Linked DNA regions of Mus musculus: region 2 is linked to region 1. The links are chromatin contacts, called in public Hi-C maps. All regions are on one chromosome and are shown on one strand. The core of a region is the stretch at or near the end of the contact, and the rest is flanking DNA. Distances in the headings are between cores, read along the strand shown. Region 1 overlaps Dot1l (DOT1-like, histone H3 methyltransferase (S. cerevisiae)). Region 2 overlaps Gng7 (guanine nucleotide binding protein (G protein), gamma 7).

Region 1 (7,118 bases), core at 1,493-3,992:
CCATGACAGGCAAATCTACTGACCACAAGTAGATTTATGAGTATCAGGATTTGAGGGGAGACAGGAATGTTAACCATGCATGAGTCATGGCAGCAGCCCACAATGGGCACCCCACGTGCTGTGGAGTGATGGGGTACTACTCACAGAGCTACAGGTTCAGAGCCACTTCCCACCCTGCTAGGACAAGGCTGAACCTGCCCGGGGATAGCTGCACAGCCTCTGAGCACAGTCCCGGCCCAGCCCACTTCTTCACCCCTCAATGACCTTCGGAATCTTCTTTGCTCTGTTGTATAGAATATTCAAGACCTAGGGAAGGGGGCTTAAGTCAAGTCCCCCAAATTCAGGGCAATCTCTGGGCCCTAGGGGATCTGTTCTCTGGGACTCCAACTTCCCAACAGGTGGAGGCTTCTAATCTAAACCACTGGAGTCAGAAACCAAGGCCCTGCCCCATTTTTACAGCACAGCCTGAGCTGATGGACACTGCTGTGTGTCCACTTACACCTTGGGTCTTGTGTTTCAGAATTTCTGGATAAGAACACCCTACCAGTGTGCTTTGAGATTTCTAGGGAGAGTTCTACATGCCCTGATGGTCTCCCTGGCTCCTCTGTGGGCCTTGCCTGTGGCTGACGGCTGGGTCCTGGCCCTGCAGCTATAGGAATGACAGTGGGCTGACTCCACTCCAGGAATCTGATGTGTGCCTGCTATAGCCTCTGGAGCCCACTGTCCAGAACGGTCCTCACCCTGCAGCCGTGTCAAGTGTGGAACCAGAATTCCTCCCCCTGCAGAGCCCAGTGCTGTCCTGGCAAGCCAGGCAAGGAAGACAGCTAATCTGTGGCCAGGAACTCTCAAATTCCGGCCATCTGGCCAGGGACACAAACTGTCCTGCAGGGAAGCCTCTCTAGTCAAGAAATCCTTGAAACAAAGCACAGGCACTAGGCCTCCCCTCCTTCATATAAAGCAAGAAGGGTCACTAAGAGACACTGTCACACCAGCCAAGCTGCTGAGCTACCAGGGAGAGGCTCAGACCTGAGCCACCTGGAAAATACACTCTCCAGCCTCACACTGCCTGGAGGCTGTGCAGTACACTCCAGGTTCCCAGCTTTCAGACTGTCACCCATGCTGGGAAGAGCCTTGATGATGCAGCTGTCATTTCTGTTCCTCTAAGTAAACCCTCACCCACACTCCTGTAAGTAACCCCCAAAAAACTTAAAGAGTTCACCAAGCTGGTCACTTGGTTCCCTATCTGGAAAACATGTTTCCCAAGGAAGTATCATACACATAGCCACCAGCACAGAAAAGGCAAGTGGGGGTGGGGGGAGCATGCAGCAAGTCAGCATCTCTGAAATGAGTGGAGAAGAATGACATGAGCCCCACAGAAGCCTGGGAAAGGCCAGAAAAGGTTACAGTGAATGAGACCCAAGTCACCATGCCGGACACAGATTCAGCAACTCCAAGAACCCATCCACTCAGCCGGGAGCACACAAGAAGGGAGGTGCTAAGATCCAGATACAGTCCCAGGCACACTCCCTACGGGAATGCCTCAGCAGGACACTTTGCCCCATGGGACACTTTGGCACACCCAACTCCTATGATGGGGATGCCTAGGCAAGCTAAGGCCAGCATCCCAGGAGTCACGGGCTACTCCACTATCCTCCAGGGTCAGTAGTCACAACCCAGAGGCAACTCTGAGAGGAACTAATCACATACTGTACAACTGTGGCTTCAAGGGTGATAGGAAGTCACCTGACATCACCAAGCCCAAGAATGTGAAGAGGTACAGTCAGCAGAGATGAGTATGGCCCAATGTCTGTCCCAAACTGGATTAGGGCACTTGGAGGATGGGAGAGAGGAGCCCCAAAAGGAGCCTGGAAGCTGGTGTGGGCTGGGAAAGAGCCAGGCTCCATTCAGCCACTAGAGGGAGTAGCTGAGCAGAGAAGCAGGCTGAAGCACAGTAAGGCTTGCATGGTGGGTGGCAGTATCTCTGGCATGAGGCAGTTCTGGGCTATTTTTAGGCTCCCCTGGTTTTTCTCCTGCCTGCTTCTGATTAGCAGAAGGCAGGGCTCACAGCTTGCCAAGCAGACACAGCATCAAAGCCGTAGCACTGTGCAGGCCAGGCAGGTGCTGACAGGTCAGGCAGGCGCCTACACAGCCTTCTGGAAAAGGCTGGCAGTCACTAAAGGTACCATAGGAAGCCAGAGTGGACACAAGCAGAGGCCCACAGTCACTCTCTATTTCTGCTGCCAGTGTGTGTGTTACAGTCACCAAGGCCTCAAGAACCATTCTTTCCCTTAGTCCTTCTCCCAGCCATAAGCCTGAGGCCCATGAGGAACCAACAGCCAACATGACTAACAGCTGCCAGCCACATTGTGGACTTCAACCACATGGGCCAGGTCATTTAACAATGACAAGCTGAGGAGGAAAAAGTGACCAGGAAGCCACTCAGGACTGGCAGGGTCTTCCTGAAAGCTGTGGCAATGACCAACAATTCCTCTGTGGTTGTGGAGCTAACAGGCCCCCAGCAAAAGCACAAGACGTCATCACCGTTAAAGTGCATGAGGAAGGCACAGAAAGTCACTGCAGGTTGCCCCTCCCAGCTGGCCCACAAGATGGCCTAGCCAGATCTCTGCATCCCAATGGTCTTAACTCTTACACCCTTAATGCCACAGGCTACACTGGGGTACAGCTCAGCAGAAGTGTGTCTGCCCAGTTTGTGGGTTTTGGCTCTACCAAGCTAAGCATCTGCCACCAAGGTCCAAGGTCAGCATGTGCTAAGGATGGGTGCCCAGGCCGGGAAAGCAGGGAAGAACAGGACTCCGTTAAGGCTCTACAGCCTGCTCCAAAGACTGCACTTGCTGTCACAGAGGGCCATGGCCACAGAAGACCATATACGGTCACTGGGCAAAACTGACAGTGGTTGAGAGAGAAAGGGAAGGGGCTGGGCTGGGACAGAGGCCGAGGGCATGGAGCGATGGCACTCACTGTGTATTCTGCATGCTTTTTTCCATACCATTTCATCCACTTCCTGAACTCTCGGTCCATGGTCTGAGGGGAAAAAAGGCATACAATCTGTTACAAACTCAGGGAGGCCAAGGCAGTGGAAGGTCCACAGGCTCTGCAAGATGACACTGAACAAGATAATGGTACCTATCTACAGCGACCCTGCTGTGGTGCACACGGAGAAGGAAGGGAAGTTGGGGGGTGTGCAATCAGAGGCCATGGTAGAGTCACAAGGTTCCCAACCCTTCAACAGAGCCCCAAGATCATCCTCTCCAGCCCCAGCAAGGCTGAACCCCATCCTGGGTGGAACAGGGGCTGGGGGTGGGGAACACATCCACAGGAATGTGCCCTAACAATTCATAGGAGCTCATCCTCTCTCCTGAGGAGGCAGCCATTCCCACCAGGACTACACGGTGTGCTCATGCTGCAGAGGCCACCAGGAACACACAGGTACTCTTAGAAATACTGGGTATCACAAACACAGACGCTCTTGGCCTGGAAGATGTGCCCAGACAGAGAAGCCCTAAGCAGCAAGCACATGTGACTGCTCACCTCTGCGTACTTGGCTGGGATGTCCGCTTTCTCCACTCCGTAGTGATGTTTGCAGTTGGTGGCCGCAGCAACCTGAAGGACAACCTGCCCCACACCTTCAGCCAGAGAGACATACGTCAGAGTCTGTGTGACCTCCACAGAGACCCAGTGGCCTCAGCCACATGACAATGTCCCTTGGTGTCAGAAAGAAAGCCATTCAAAGGCACAGACCTCTCACCAGAGGATGCCTGTGCCACTCTAGGACCCACAGTGCTATGTGTGAAACTGTAACCCTCAGCAGTTTGGCAGGGCCTGGCTGTTCCCACATGGAGATGGCCCTCAGAAAGACCCTTCTTCACCTGAGTCATCTCCTGGACAGCTGTAACTACTGAGGTCAGCAGGTACCCTGACCTAACATGTCTGCTCAGGGATGGGAAACCCCAGAGGCTGCAAGAGTTGGTGACTGGCACCTGTTGGCCCCAAGCAGAGAAGCTAGGTCAAGGGTCGAGGCTCTGAGAAGGCTGAACACCACCACACCCCCCCACCACTCCTGCTTACAGACCAATTCCACATTTCAGGCACGGGCCACCTGACTGTCCTGGGCACAATGTTTTCAGTAATAAATAGCATGCTGCTAGAACCCACAGGCTAGAAAAGCCACATCTGACACACAAGTATCATAGGAGATGCAGGGCCTGGCTGGAAGGCATCCCCTACACAGTGTCAGTCGAGTGAGCCTCTAAGTCACAGTGCCTCAGGATAGACTCTCAAAAGTTAGGGACCCAGGAGGCTCAACCCTCGCAGCTGGATTAGCAGCTTTTAAAAGAGCTGGAGACAACAACTATGTCTTTTCCAGCCTCCACATCCTGCTCCATCAGGCACAGGAGAGATGGCCTGTACTTGACAGTTTTATGTCAACTTGACACAAGCTACAGTTATCTGGAAAGAAGGAACCTCAATTCAGAAAATGCCTCCATAAGATCTGTCTGTGTCTTAATTAGTGACTGATAGGGAAGGACCCAGAACATTGTGGTGGTCCTGGGTTCTATAGGCTGCAGGCTGAGTGTGGTGGTGCACATCTTTAGTCCCAGCACTCAGAGGCCAAGGCAGGTGGATCTCTGTGAGTTTGAAGCCAGCCTGGTCTACAAACAGGGTTTCAGGACAGCCAAGGCTACCCAGAAAAAAAACCTATCCTGATAAACCAAGAGAGGGAGGGAGGGAAGGGAGGAAGGAAGGCATAAAGACAGAAAGCTGACTGAGAATGCCATAGGGAGCAAGCCAGTAAGTAATACCCTCCATGACCTCCACATCAATCAGCTGCAGGAGCTGCCTCCAGGTTCCTGCCCCATTTGGGTTCCTGTCCTGACTTCCTTCAGTACTCTGATTTGGAAGTGTAAGCCAAGAAACCCATTCCTTCCCAGCTTGCTTTTGGTCATGGGATTTCATGGAAGCAATAAACCCTAAGACATGCCCCAAGAAAAGTGTCAGTCGAGTGAACCACAACCATGCAGGCAGTCCAGCAACACTGCTGTCTGTATATGTGACTGTCTGTCTGTGTGCATGTGTCAGTGTCTGAACCAAGTGTATAGTAGCACAGAGCCATGACCAGACACCTCAGGAATACGATTCTGGTTAAGCAGCCACAACCCAAGAGCCACTAGGTCAAAAGCTGGAGCAAGGGTGAAAGGAGGCCCAGGGCAGAGGGCTCTGGGAGAAGGCTGAGCAGGGAGGTGGCAGCAGGAGCCTCGCTCAGCCAGTGTCCTCTGTGAAAAGACCCTTTTGGGACTCATGGGCAGCCTTGACTTTTTTTGGGACTCAAGGTCGGCTCAAAGACCATGCTGCAAGACACTCACCACTGCCCAGGTCGACAAACAGGTCATCCTCTGTCATCTTGATCTCATCAATCATCTGGGCCACCAGGTCAAAGGAGGTCTCCCCATACACCTCAGGGGAGAAGGGCTCGTAGTTGTTAAGCTTCTCCGGGTCAGTGACAGAGTGGTTATATACCTGCTGCAGGATGTGCCGCAGAAGTCCATTGGACGGCCGAGTATTCAGCTTCATGGGCTGTGTAGTGCCCTTCCACTGGGGACAAGAGTAGACATAACCCATTATACTCAACAGCAGCTAACAGCACACCTGTCTGGCATCCAAAACTGGGGAGGCTGGGGCAGGAGGAACACTGTCAGTTCAAGGCCAGCCTGAACTCCATGCTAAGATTCTGAATTAAAAACCCAAAAGGTTGCCAGGCACTAGTGTCACACACCTTTAATTCAGCATTTGGGAGGCAGAGGCAGATGGATCTCTGAATTGAAGCCAGCCTGTCTATAGCTTGAGTTCCAGGATAGCCAGGGCTACACCGAAAAACAATGTCTCGAAAAACCAAACAAACACACACAAAAGGTGTGCCTCAGTGATGAAGAGCATGCTTACTGAGTTTATCCCAAAGACCACAAACAGAAAACGACTCACAGCAATGCACAGAGCCAGTTCCCTACATATCACTCCTGGCACTTGGCTCTGACAACTCACCATAAAGGTCTATTTCTGACTGGACCTTTTAAGTTTCCTGGCCTAAGCCTGCCCCTAGGTTCCAGAAGTCGCACCTGGCTGAAGGCTCCTTAGCAGATATGCCCTCTCCCAGTGTGTACCTCAGACCCCCCCAGCATTAAGAGAGTCTTTAAGTCACAGGAAAATGAAAGCAGTGAAAAACTCAGCTCCTGACCACACCCTCAGGCTGGCCCTGCAAGTGCTCTTATCTGACCTGATCCACCAAATCAAAGGAGGGTTCCTGTGGTCTGAATTTGCTTGGCCCACGGAGTGGCAATATAAGCAGGTATGGCCTGGTCAGAGGTAGTATGTGACTGTGAGGGTGAGCTTTAAGACCCTCCTCCAGTGGTAGCGCACGCCTTTAATGCCGGCACTTGGGAGGCATTGGATTTCTGAGTTTGAGGCCCGTCTGGTCTACAGAGTGAGTTCCAGGACAGCCAGCGCTACAAAGAGAAACCCTGTCTCCAAAAACAAACAAACAAACAAACAATTCTCCTCCTAGCTGCCTGAAGACTGTCCGTTCCTGGCTTCCTTTGGATGAAGATGTAGAACTCTCAGCTCCTCCTGCAACATGCCTACCTTGACGCTGACATGCTTCCTGCCTTGATGACAATGGACTGAACCTCTGAACCTGTAAGCCAGCCCCAGTTAAATGCAGTCCTTATAAAACCATGGTGTCTTAGTAAGGAGACAGCAATGAAGCCCTAACTAAGATAGTTTGCCTTAGGGAAGAAGGGCTCTGCCCCCTGGGCTTGTGAACATGGACACTGCCAGCCACAAATGTGACAGACAGTATCAAACAGGCCTCAAACTTCCTGCTTCAGGAACCATAGTACAGCTGGTTTAGCTGGTGTATCCTACAGTAAGGTGGCAAGGCGATGGCATGATCAGCGTCCAGTGGGCTGCACAGAGCTGTACAAATATCTTAACTCAAGGACTCACACAACCACCCACCCAGCTTCTCTTAGATAGCCATGTCCTTCACAGACCCCCAACAAGTTCCAGTGCCAGAGACTCCTGTGCTTTCTGGAATGTTCACAACC
Region 2 (7,118 bases), core at 2,353-4,852, 220 kb before region 1:
GCCTGGATCACAGCTGCCTGTGACACCATGCAAAAACTCAGGAAAGGTGGTGTTTGGGTGGAGCACTATCCCAGAATGCACCAGGCCCGGGGTAGCCCCAGCGCCACACAAGCAGCATAGCATAGCGAGGCAAAAAAAAAAAAAAAAAAAAAAGTGCAGGTGCATAGCCCAGGCAGGAGGATTGTTAGTCAGAGCTCCGTAGTGAAATCTTGTCTCAATAAAATAAAAATAAAATAAAATAAGGGCTGGCTAAAGGGCTCAACAGATGAAAACGTCTTGCTGTCAAGCCTGAGGTCATGAGTTTGAATGTCAGAATCACCACCCCTCTCGATGGACCGATAGATAGACAGATGGACAGATGAATGTACAAAAAACAAACAGGAAAATAGTGTTGGGGATACAGGGGTTTGGAGAAATAAACCCATAAGCGTCTTTCCCTATGAATCATGTTGGGCAAGTGCAGCATTTATTTTGCTCCCACTGTATACAATGTATACAAAGTGCTTTGTAGAAATGACCTGGTTCAAATCCTCAAAGAGTCTGTGAGTGCTGAGCGTGCCTATGGCTGGGGATCTTCCCGCGTGTCCCGCAAGAGTGGCAGGAGAGGCGCACTGTGAACCTGAGCCAAGTGCCAAGCCTTCTGACTCGGCAGCCCCAAGATGGACAGTCCCCTGCCTCTATTCCCCTGATCCTCTCTCCAGTTCTGCAGACAAATGTCTCATACTCACCCACTCCCACCCGCGATTTCCCTTTCAAATGCGCGGGAGATTAATTATGAATTCCGCCTCATCCTTTTAGCAAATTGCTGTTCCCAGCAAGCCGCCCACACGGGAACCGAAGCCCACAGTTTGTCGGGGCCTCAGGAGCAGCTGGTTGAGGGTTCCTGTCGCTGCCTGAGCCAGACGTGACCTCCCATCCAGAGACCCAGACACTAGCCTGGCACCCTGCGGTGCCTAATTAATGGACAGTGTTTCTCTTTTCAGGGTGTGAAGCCTTTCTATTGGAACCTCAGTGCTGGGACGGTGGGACGGTGCAGGTAGGTGCTGTGCTCGCGGCATTGAAGACTGGGTGGGAGAGGGGCGTCAAGGTGGCTGTGGGGGCGTTGGGCTGTCCAGGATCATGCAGAGATCATGCAGGATGGGGTCTCGATGCCTGGCAACACGGCGTGGATGTTCTGAGGGAGGCCATGGTGCTGTGTGGGGTGATCTCGACCTCAGACAGGGTCAGGGTGCAAAGGTTACAGCCATGCAGTCAGTCTCTTAGCTGTCTTGGTTCCACCCCAAGATGCTTTGGGCCCGCATCCCGTTTCCCACACCTATTTTGGCACCCCGTTTCCCACATCCCATGTTCCCTGCACCCCATATTCTGAACTCATGGGTTGAGGCTCCTTAGACCTAAAAGCTGGATGTGTTCAGTCGTGATGTGCCTTTGAGATTTGGCTTTGTTTTCTGGGTGTGTGAGGAAACCTGCAAGATTGATACTTTGAGGAGAAAAGGTTTCGTTTTGACTACCAGTCCTGTTGAAAACTTGCGAGGTTAGTCTGTTTCTGTGCCTGTGTCAAAGTGCCCAAGGCTGCAGCTGCTTTAGAAGGGAAAAGGTTTGCTGAGGCTCAGGATCGAGTATGAGCTGCATCGTCTTAATTGATTCCTGTGACTGTTACAAACTGCCTAAGGCTGGAGCCATTATAAAGAAAAAATTTGTTTGGACTCTCAGTTCAGAAGGGAGGGCAGTGTGTCGTGTTGGAAGATCACCTGGCAACAGACTGAGGCCAGGCCTGGGCTGTTAATGTTTTGTTTTGAGAAAGTGTCTCATTATGTAGTCCAGGCTGGCCTGGAACTTGCAGAAACCCTCTTGCCTCTGCCTCTTGAATGCTAGGGCCTGTGCCAGCACAGCCTTCCTTGATTGTGGCCACAAATTCTCTCTGGTAGACCCTTGAGTGTTGGAATTGAACAAATGCCCACCATGGGGCATAAGAAATGGCTCAGTGGCTACAGCACTAGCTGTTCCCATAGAGAGCCCAGGTTCAAGTCCCAGCACCCACACATGGGCTCCCAACTCTATGACTCCAGCTCCGGAGGAAACAGGACGACCCCTTCTGGGTGCTTCGGATACTGCACACATATGTAGGGACACACATTTCATTGAAGATATAAAAAAGTATAAGAATACTTTCGTCTGTATGTCTGTCCAAATGTTAAGAGTATATTAGAAGCCACGTCTGCACTACTTGATTGTGCGACTCACCCCACCAGAACATAACCACACAAGGGCTTGGGATTGGGTGCAGTCACGCGCTCTTGTCTCCCAACACCCGGAAGTGGAAGCAGGAGGATCTGGAGTTCAAGGTCATCCGCAGCTTCAAAGTGAATTGGAATCTGAGACCAACCTGGGCCACCTTTCTCTCTAAAAAATAAAGGAAAATTTAAAAGGTCAGCTCAGCATGGTGGCGCATGCCTTTAGTCCCAGCACCTGGGAGGCAGAGGCAGGAGGATTTCTGTGAGTTTGAGGCTAGCCTGGCCTACCCAGTGAGCTCTTATCTCAAAAAACAAAACATTAAATTTGGCTTTTATATTGTCAGGGTACCCCGTGTGACATCAGGGCACATCGTGGCAGGCATGATGGAGAAGCCCCGATGTGGGGCGGACATGAGGCTGTGGGTGTCACTTAGGGTTCAGTGTGCCCCACAGAGAAGCCTCCAGGGCTGAGTCCCTGACCTTGGGGACCTACCAAGGAGCTCCTGATATGAAGACTTTTCTGTTGCAGAAGAAGCAGTCTTTCTTTCAGGAGCTCCACACAGAGTGGGCTGAAAGATAACTCCTGAATTTTTTATTCTTTCTTTGTCTTTTTTTGTTTTGTTTTGGTTTGGTATTTTGAGTTTGTTTTTCAAGACAGGGTTTCTCTGTGTAGCCCTGGCTGTCCTGGAACTCACTCTGTAGACCAGCCTGGCCTCGAACTCAGAAATCTGCCTGCCTCTGCCTCCCAAGTGCTGGGATTAAAGGCGTGCACCACCTTTGCCTGGCCTTTTTGATTTTTTTGAGACAGGGTTTCTATGTAGTCCTGGCTGTCCTGGAACTTGCTCTATAGTCAAGGCTGGTCTCTCAATTCAGAGATCTTCCTGCTTCTGCCTCCTGAGTGCTGGGATTAAGGTGTGCACAACCACACCCAGGATCTTTAATTTTTTTATTTTAATTTTATGTGCATTGCTGTTTTGCCTACATTTGTGTCTGAGTAAGGGTGCCTGGTCCCCTGGAACTGGATTTATGGGTGTTTGTGAGCTGTCATGTGGTTACTGGGAACTAACCAAGATACACTGTGAGAGTAGCTGGTGCTCTAACCACTGAGCTGTTAGTTCATTCCAGTGTCGGCACTTTAAAAAATTACTACATGTATTTATGTGGGCACGTGCGCATGTCCTGAAGCATGTATGGAAATTTACGGGACAATTTGTAGGAGCCTGGCCTCTCCTTTCCCGATGGGGAGTCGAACTCAGGTCTTCTGGCTTGATGACCAGTGTATTTATTGCTGAGCCATCTCCCTCATCATTTTGTGCAAGTTTGGCCGGGATAGCAAACAATGTCTGCTGTTACCACGTGTGACCACTAGGGGGCAGGAGAGATCCGTGCGTTTCTGCACCGCAGCACACAGGGGAGGCGTCAATGGGTTGTGTATCTCATACAAAGCTTGGAAAAGGAAAAGTGGAGGCTGACTCCGCCGTCCACGATCCTGGGGTGACAATCACCACTCCATGCCCCCCAACCCCATGGACAAAACGAAGCTCGAGAACATGTGGCAGGATGTGGGTGGGAAGCTCCTGTCACAAAGTCAGCGGACACAGTCAGCTCAGCACCCTGCAGACCCAGGGATGTCAGGAGAAAATAGCATGGCCACAGAGCCGCTCGGGAACCCTTCTCCATAAAACCTTGACGCTCGGGGGATCCACGTGAGCTCGGAGCCCCGGAGCAGCCCCAGTACAAGGTGTTTCTTCAAGTTCCCATTTTTCTTGCAATTTGGGGACATTTTTGCTGGGAACATGACTGGTGCCTTTTGTCAGGAACCGCCCTTGTGCAGGTGGCTCAATCTCTGGCTTCCACACACACACACACGCCCTTGGCTGCTCACCCTCCGGGTCTGTTCCAGGTGTGTTAAAATTGTGCTGTTATTGGGCCTCTGTGGACAGGCTGTCCTGGGAACACACCACAGAGATACAGGTCTGTGGTGCTTGGCTCACAAGGTCATAGCAGCTGCCAGAACACCAAACATGCCCAGTGCTTTGTCACAGTGTGTTCACATTGTGTCTCAGCAGGAGTGTCCCCTGATGTGACCTAGAGGCTTCTCCTTGCACAGTCTGCAGCTCAGAAGTCCAGAAACTTCTCAGAGCATTGAGGACTTCGAGTGTGACATTTACTCTGAGAAACAAGATGTGTTAGTGTGATCCTACCCCACGCTTCAGGGGATCCTAGGTGACATCTAGGGACATGTGCAGCTGTCACTCTGGGAGTGCTTCTGGCATGGGGGTGGAGACTGTAGAAGCTGTTGTGTTCTGTAGGGTCAAGGACACCCTACAGAGGACAACTTTGAGTAGTGTCTCCAGCACCTGGGGACACTGATGCTTTTTTTTGTTTGTTTGTTTTTGTTTGTTTGTTGTTGGTTTTTTTTTTGTTTTTTTTTTACTTTTTGAGACAGGGTTTCTCTGTGTAGACCTGGCTGTCCTGGAACTCACTTTGTAGACCAGGCTGGCCTCGAACTCAGAAATCCGCCTGCCTCTGCCTCCCAAGTGCTGGGATTAAAGGCGTGCACCACCACTGCCCGGCTGGGACACTTAAACATTTACTGGAGTAGAATATGTCACCGGGACAGGGGACTGACCCTCTTTTCTCTCGTGGCTTAGTGTGTGGGTTTCCATGTGAGCAGGACCTCAGTGGGAGCAGGTGGTTGGGTGGCACAGAGTCTCCAGGGTCCCTGGGAACCCCTAAGCCAGGACATCTGTGCTGAGGACAAGCTATCCCTTTTGCCCATCAGAATTGGTGGAGACTATTGCAGGGACACAGACCCTGACCAAGAATGACCCAGCCCCAAGCATCCACAGTGCCGCTGACCATGGAAGAAGAAGCGTCTGTGTTGTTTGAGACTCCGTTTCCTATAGCCTAGGCAAGCTTCAGATACTCTTTATGTGGCTAATGACGACATCGGGGCTCTTGATCCTCCTGTCTGCACCTCCTGAGTGCTCTGTGACACGTGTGTACCACCACATGCTAGGGACAGAGCCCAGGGCTTCATGAATGCCAGGCAACTGAGCTACAAGTACCCCACCAACCAAGCTACAAGCACCCCACTGACTGAGCTGCACCCCCATCTCAGGATCACTGTCTTTATTTTCTACAATGCCCTCTGGTCCCCTTCCAAGCCCCGGCAAGCAGCTCACTCCTTGAAACGCCATGCACCCAATTTACCATTTGAAAATCGAGATCCAGAGAAATCTGCACAGAAAGAGCTAGAAGTTTCCTCTGCAGTGGATGCTGTTGCTAAGCAACCACCTGAAGCATCAGCTTCCCCCAGAGTGGTGCTGATGCAGGAATAGGTCATTCTTGGATTTGCTGGGCCCCAGCCTCTGTTGACTCAGTGCACATGGGGGTGACAGTCATGTACGATGATGTGTCAGGGGTGGTGGAGACACAGGGGAGTCAGCAGAGGCTAGATACAGCTCACCTGCAGTGGGTGGAAGGCATCCCACAACACCCCAGGTCCACGCCAGTGTCTGCAGAGCTGGACCCTTGCCTTGATTTAAGATTATCCTTATTTGTGTGGGGGAGGGGGTGTGCAGCACAGACAGAGGCCAGAAGGGGCGTCATCGGGTCCCCTGGAGTTGGAGTCATAGGTAGTTGTGAGTAGCCATGTGGGAACCTCTGCAAAAGCAGGCAGGGCTTTTGTCCTTATTTTCTACAATGCCCTCTGGTCTCCTTCTGAGCCCCTGCAAGCAGCTCACTCCTTGAAAGCCCATGCACCCAATTTACCATTTGAAAATCGAGATCCAGAGAATCCAGGCCCCCTCAGGCATTTATTTCCCAAGCCAGGAACCCCAGCTTGGGTTTCTTACATTACTGCCTCTTGGGTTTAGTTCACAGCAGCTGCTGGGTCCCCACCTGGATAACACACCTGGTTGCATCCATCCTGATGTGCCACCAACCTCTTACCTTCCCCTCATTGCCCATGGCTCAGGGACACCTATACTCCAGGCACCTGAGCACAGACAGCCCAGCCTGCAGCCTGCATAGGTGTCTGCTCCATCCCAGTGTGTGTGCATGCGTGTGTGTGTGTGTGTGTGTGTGTGTGTGTGTGTGTGCCTGCGTGCAGGTGTGTGTGCGCATGCGCTTGTGTATGTTGGGGGCTATATATGTGCTGGGCCTCTGTCCCCCAGGTGCCTGATCTTTATTCCAAGTTATCCATGAAAGAGGAATTCTCATTACGAGCTGGGAATGAGGAAGTGGCTCAGTGTGTGGAGTCTTTGCTGGCTGGGCTAGTATGAAGACGTGAGTTCAAATCTCCAGCATGAATGTAAAAAGTTGGCTGCAGCTAGAACCTATGGTGGTCCCAGCCAGGAAAGGTGGAGGCAGGAGGATTCCTGGGATCCTGGCCAAACAGCCCAGCTTAACAGATGAGCCCTAGGCTCGCTGAGACCCTGTCTCAAGGAGCAACTTGAAGTTGCCAGCTGAGGTGAAGGAGAGAGGCTTGGACAGGAGCAAGCCTGCTGTGTTAAGGACAGTGGATGGAGCCCCTGGGCAGCATGCCTGCCACACCACAAGAAGAGGTAAAGATTTCATGAGGCTTCCCTGGCTGAGTCAGCTGTGAGCCTCCTGGTATGCCACATGCTGTCCCCATCACTCTGACACATTGTGCTGAATCAGGACTGTGCTGAGCACACAGTCCCCACAACCCAGGAGCCCAGCAACCCTGGAGCCCAGGAGCCCAGCAACAGCAGGAGGGACAGAGGACAGGGTAGGGTAGTGGTGAACATGGGGCCTTGAAGTCAGAGGCTCTGGCTTTGCTCAGACCAGGTGGCACGGTGACTCCTGGTTGTGCCTCATGTGTGGGACCCACTTAGTATCAAGGGTAGGATGTCT

The links. Hi-C and Micro-C count contacts between places; a contact is called where the count stands out from the background.
Region 2: a Hi-C map of bone marrow-derived macrophages shows a contact between it and region 1, with 34 read pairs. The contact joins two enhancer-like sites. A contact is called at or near these places in 8 of 39 promoter capture datasets (the C10 cell line, the HPC-7 cell line, HPC-7-derived erythroid cells and 5 more), 1 of 15 datasets of contacts at CTCF or cohesin (large pre-B cells), 3 of 484 Hi-C or Micro-C datasets (bone marrow-derived macrophages, cortical neurons and pre-B cells), 4 of 115 datasets of contacts at active chromatin or transcription factors (cardiomyocytes, embryonic stem cells, epiblast stem cells and 1 more) and 3 of 9 other capture datasets (adipose tissue, embryonic stem cells and pancreatic islet).

What each region holds. Positions count from the first base shown.
Region 1 is chr10:80,769,630-80,776,747 of GRCm38.p6, reverse strand. Dot1l (DOT1-like, histone H3 methyltransferase (S. cerevisiae)) reads right to left here. Exons shown (of 28, transcript NM_199322.2): 5 at 5,382-5,610; 6 at 3,550-3,644; 7 at 2,980-3,042. Among named protein-coding and RNA genes, the nearest start is that of Dot1l, 18 kb to the right of the region's middle. RefSeq lists an enhancer at 1,749-2,937. Within about 2 kb of position 2,742, at least 130 of the 459 cell types and tissues checked have an H3K27ac peak or open chromatin away from gene starts, as enhancers often do. A contact at or near this core is called in bone marrow-derived macrophages and cortical neurons, where this site is marked.
Region 2 is chr10:80,991,910-80,999,027 of GRCm38.p6, reverse strand. Gng7 (guanine nucleotide binding protein (G protein), gamma 7) reads left to right here. Exons shown (of 4, transcript NM_010319.3): 2 at 984-1,036. Among named protein-coding and RNA genes, the nearest start is that of Gng7, 19 kb to the left of the region's middle. Within about 2 kb of position 3,602, at least 23 of the 459 cell types and tissues checked have an H3K27ac peak or open chromatin away from gene starts, as enhancers often do. A contact at or near this core is called in bone marrow-derived macrophages and cortical neurons, where this site is marked.